Regions from separate parts of the Triticum aestivum genome. Here region 1 is linked to region 2. A link is a contact called in public HiCAR-type data. All regions are on one chromosome and are shown on one strand. Each heading gives the region's core, a stretch centred on a gene start, on an enhancer-like site or on the middle of the called end of the contact. The rest is flanking DNA. Distances are from core to core; before and after follow the strand shown.

Region 1 (2,700 bases), core at 101-2,600, 240 kb before region 2:
CACTTTTTAAGGTTCAGGTTTCACGCAACAAAAGAATTGAAGCAACGTGTTAGGTTTGAGTTGTTGCATAGAAAAAAGAAGATAAAAGCTGATTGAACTGTGACTTCTTGTGACTCGTGACTTGTGAGTGAGCCTCCACCATTTTTGGACATGTGCGATGCTTATTGTAATATACTATATCACTGCTTCCTCCTTTCAGAATATATGGTATATTTTGACTGAACAAGCCAAAAATTTGACCAACAGTTTGTCCTATCGTATGTCTGTCATGTGACACTAATTTGATCCTTTCTTCTTCTTTTTTTAATGGCTGTGATTTTATATCAGACCAACAAAAAACATCCTAATGTAAGAAGTCGAAGAAAAGAACCTTGGTCCTGCGAAATACACCATTAGGATCGTTGGTCACGATCCATCCAAGCCGCCATCCAGGCACCACCCATCTCTTGGAGATGGATCCCAGGGTGAGCACCGGGGCCACGGAGCCAAACACGCCCATCGGGACGAACCGGTTCTTCCCGAACGTCAGGTGCGCGTACACTTCGTCAGCGATGACGAAGATGCCAAGCTTCCTCGCCGTCTCGGCGACCTGCAACAGTTGGTCAAGCTGAAGATCGTCGGTCGAGGCAGGAAGGATGGGGATTGGAGATCATGGCTTGCCTTGGCGAGATGGTCGTAGCTGTAGACGTTGCCGCAGGGGTTGCCGGGGTTGACGAGGACCATGCCGACGGTGTTCCCGTCGGCGAGGGCCTCCACGGCGTCGAGGTCCGCCTCCCAGTCGCTGTCCGGGAGGAGGTCGAAGTAGCGGACCTCCATGCCGTTGAACGCGGCGCGCGCCTCGTAGAACAGGTACCCGGGCCGCGGGAGCAGGATGTTGCTGGCGCCGGGACGGCCGGCGAGCACGGAGCAGACGATCTCGATCGCCTGGGAGCAGCCGCTCGTGAGGTAGACGTCGTCCGGGGAGAGCTCGTAGGGCAGGTCGAGGGACAGGTGACGCGCGATGGAGCGCCGCGCCGGCTCCAGCCCGACGCCGGTGGGGTAGGAGTTGTGCTCCCCCGAGTGGAGCGCGGCGGAGACGGCTTCCACGGCCTCCGGCGCAGTGCGGAAGCACGGGAATGCCGAAGGGTCGCCGTGCCCGAGCGGGATCACCGGGCGGTCGCTGCCCGGGTCCATCCCGGCCTTGATGCTGCCCAGCACGGAGCGCACCGACAGCGCCGACAGGCCGAGGAGGGCTTCGTCCGGCGCGAAGTTCCACGCATCGGGCGCCGGCGTCAGTTGGCTCATGGTGCCGTTGGACATTGTGGAATGTTGGTTCTGTGGTACGGGACTGGCAAATGCCAATGCTGCTGAGAGCAATAAGAGAGCTGTATTTTTTTTCCGGGGATAAGAGAGGTGTATTAGGGCATGTACAATGGTGGCATATGGATACATATGCCCCATGACAAAAAGTAATTTGAGGCATCTACATTTATTTTTTCTTCCCAATGCAAGCTACCATTAGTGTGACTCATTAAAAAAATAAAAAATAAAGACTCTAGTACACATGCATCTCTACTTTCCACTCCACCTATTCAGCTTTTGTCACCGGACCATATTTTTTCTCTTCAAGCACCCGCCTCCTGGAGAGGATCCCGCTTCCCTATCCGAACCTACTTTACGTCATATTCGATTCTACATGGTATGTGAGGCATCACCTTGCCGCTATGCATTGGACATGCCCTTAGGCATGATGATGATTTAAAGGCACGAAACCTGGAAATGTCTGACAACTCACAAGCATGAGAACCACTCTGGATGGGCGTCAAAGGCTGTGATAAAGGGGTCTGGGTAAGAGTAACTCCAACGCCCCGAGAACGTGCGGTTTCTTTGCCTTTTTTGTTGGTTTGGGTCGGTTAAGAGCTCTGTCGGCCAACCGCCCGACGTAATTTTTGTCAGCATGTAAAGAAAAAAATTAAACTAAATATATTTGCTATTCAATTTGTAATTCACATCTAGATGTCTTTTAAAAATGTCATATTTAAACTCCCACAAATATATAATGCAGCAACAAAAAAAAAACTAGAAAAAAAAGACCAGAAACATAATGGACATCAGTTTAGATGTGACATGACATCTAGATGTGTCCTAGACAAATCTTTTTACTATTTCACGATGTGAAACAGTTACATCACATCTAACTTTCTAATCACATAATATAAACATCAGACTCGTATTCTTTGGTCAATTTTTTTATCGTTTAGTGTTGTTGCTATACGTGTCGCTCGCACGAGGAGGCCATGTCGTGGCGTGTAGGTTGTTCTTTCTTTTTTCGCAGCCTCGTGGGCTACCTCAGCGTGGGCTGCAGCCAAGGGTGATCTTTTTCTTTTTTTTCCTTTTCCCTTTTTTCTTTTTCATTTTTCTTCTTTTCCGTTTATTTTATTTCAAATGTGTAAACTTTTAAATTCTGGAATTTTTTTTATTTTTATTTTTCTTTTCTCTTTTCAATTGTTACCTCACACCTCAATTATAGGTCATTTGATTTGTTTGTGCTCTAAATCTCGTGCAACTTTGATTCATCTAGTTCTGTTGTGCGCTCCGTGGTGGTTATTGGGTTGGCTTGCTTTATATTTGGCTGCTGAGAGCAATAAGACGGGGGTTTTGATTTTTAGCCATCATTTACTGTGCATTTTGATAATTTGCCACTCCTTACATTGTAATTGA
Region 2 (2,700 bases), core at 46-2,545:
ATGCCTCAAATATTCGTAACTTCAGTTCACTTTGAGCATCATAAATTATCCGGATTTTGTTATCGTATATGGCGATAAATATCTTTATTAAAACTTATTTTTTGGCTACTTGTATATAAATCAGAATGATAGAGCATCTCCAACCGCGTCCGCAGAACGGCTTCCCTAGGCGAATTTTTTTTTGCCGGCGCCGAAAAAACGGCCCAGTCGCGCCCCCAGGAGCCCGTTTTTCGCCGGCTTGGGCCGAAATCAGCGCCGGTGGACCCAGGCCGAACCCGACGCGCCGGGGGACGCTCGGGGGCGCCGGGGCGAGCGTTTTGGCGCGAAACAGACGCGGGCCCGCCGAGTCAGCGAGACGGCCGCTTCGTCGACCTCATCGCCTCAGTTCTCATGGGAATCAATGCTGCCGCGCCGGTCAGCCTCCAATGATGCCTCACGGGCGGCGCAGTTAAAACGCCGCCGACGCGCGTCCGCTTGCATGCGCCACGTGTCCGCCCGCATGCCGCCCCGCCCGCCACCCGCTTCGGCTATAAAAAGGCGCCCTCCCTGCTGGTGAGCGCCACAACCTCTCCTCTCCCTCTCGCGAAAGCTTTCTTCATGCCGACGAGCTCTCCCCCCACTGCCTTCCCCGCCGAGAGCGAAATGACCGAGAGATACCCAGGCGACGGTGCAGTGGCGAACGGCTTCGGCCGCCGACACCTCCAGGAGCCGGATGCGCGTCTTCTCTACGAGGCCGAGTACCCGGAGTACAAGAAAACATCATTAAATTTTGTCTCAGTTACTGTTAATTGCCTTGTATAGATGCAAAATGTATTTTTTATAGTAGCATTGTATAAAGAAATGGAAGGAGTATTAGAAAAGCACATGCCTGTGCAGTTTGTGCTCTACTTGGAATAAAGTATTGCGCAAAGACCAAAGTATCACGGCCTGGGAGCTGCGCACATACTATTACAGCCGGATTTGCACGCGCGAAGAGAGCCGTGGGAACACGCCACGCTCATGCTGTCGCTGGCGATGCACCCACGCCATCTCTTCTTCTCGGAACCTCACTTCCCCGAACCACGCCGCCCTGGCTGACTGGTCAAAGCCGCACGAGGTTTGACCCAGACTCCCTTCGCGGAAGCACTGCAAACCATCACGTTCCCATTTTAGCTGACGTCCACTGACACTCTTACCCCACGTGGTCAGCGACCAGTACACCTCCTCGGGCTTGCTGCTTGCTTGCCGGGAATCAGTACAGCCACAGGTCCACTGCTGTGCTACCGGCATCTACTTAAGGCGCCACCCAGCAACCACTCCTGTCCTCCGTTCACCAATCACACCACCCCTCTCCCAACCCAAGTCTCAATTTCAATATTTAATCTCCCTGCTCCTTCTACTCTCGAAAAAATCTCGCTGCTCCTTCCGTCGATCGCCATGTCCTCCCCCACAGGGAGCTTGGATCACGCAGGGTTCACGTTCACGCCGCCGCCGTTCATCACGTCCTTCACTGAGCTTCTATCAGGGTCTGGCGCCGGCGACGTGGAGGGGTCGCCAAGGGGGTTCAACCGAGGGGGTCGGGCCGGGGTGCCCAAGTTCAAGTCCGCGCAGCCGCCCAGCCTGCCCATCTCGTCGCCAGCGTCGCCCTTCTCCTGCTTCTCCATCCCTGCAGGTCTCAGCCCTGCTGAGCTGCTCCACTCTCCCGTTCTCCTCAACTACTCTCATGTACGCCTCCTCCATCTCGTGTTGCTGATGTGCAAATCATTTTTTTTTGCTAGTTTCGTATGTGCTTATGATCCGTGGTGCTGATTTTAGCTGCCGCCTGTGTTTCCGTCAGATATTGGCGTCTCCGACTACAGGTGCGATCCCTGCGCGGAGATACGACTGGCAGGCGAGCGCCGATCTGAACACCTTTCAGCAGGATGAGGTCGGCCGTGGAGACAGCGGCCTCTTTGGCTTCTCCTTTCACGCAGTGAAGCCCAACGCCACGGTCAACGCTCAAACAAATTACTTACCTTTATTCAAGGTACATAATACTAGTACAAAGATATTCAGTATTATTGTCGAAACTACCCTAGTACATAGGAGTACATATGATGCTTCAACGTCTTAACTTAGTTTAACTGTTACAGCATGCACCGAGGCTGTATGCTAGTATAAATTATGAACTTGTTATGCTTTTTTTTTATCTCTTTGATAATACAGTCGTAGCTCACAAAGACACATATGTTTGTGCAGGAACATCAGCAGCAACAACAACAACAAGTGGTAGAAGTGAGCAACAAGAGCAGCAGCGGCGACAACAACAAGCAGGTTGAGGACGGATACAATTGGAGGAAGTACGGGCAGAAGCAAGTTAAGGGCAGCGAGAACCCGCGGAGCTACTACAAGTGCACCTACAACAATTGCTCCATGAAGAAGAAAGTGGAACGCTCTCTTGCAGACGGCCGCATCACGCAGATTGTCTACAAGGGCGCGCATGATCACCCGAAGCCCCCCTCCACGCGCCGCAACTCCTCCGGCTGTGCGGCGGTCATTGCGGAGGATCATACCAACGGCTCGGAGCACTCTGGCCCGACGCCTGAGAATTCATCCGTCACATTCGGAGACGATGAGGCCGACAATGGCGCTGAGCCTGAGACCAAGCGCCGGTAAGTAATTGGTCATTGCTTGCCAAATACTACCTCTATAAACTAATACTCGGTGATGGCGCTGAGCCCG

Evidence for each region. HiCAR-type assays count read pairs that join an accessible place to other places.
Region 1: a HiCAR-type map of leaf shows a contact between it and region 2, with 5 times the contacts expected there. The contact joins the promoter of LOC123109698 here to the promoter of LOC100049024 in region 2. A contact is called at or near these places in 1 of 5 Hi-C or Micro-C datasets (leaf) and 1 of 1 datasets of contacts at active chromatin or transcription factors (leaf).

Annotation. Positions count from the first base shown.
Region 1 is chr1B:93,696,858-93,699,557 of IWGSC CS RefSeq v2.1, reverse strand. LOC123109698 (nicotianamine aminotransferase 1) reads right to left here and starts at 1,350. Exons shown (of 6, transcript XM_044530408.1): 1 at 661-1,350; 2 at 371-589. The coding sequence starts at 1,299.
Region 2 is chr1B:93,460,601-93,463,300 of IWGSC CS RefSeq v2.1, reverse strand. LOC100049024 (probable WRKY transcription factor 26) reads left to right here and starts at 1,295. Exons shown (of 5, transcript XM_044530407.1): 1 at 1,295-1,704; 2 at 1,817-2,005; 3 at 2,218-2,630. The coding sequence starts at 1,417.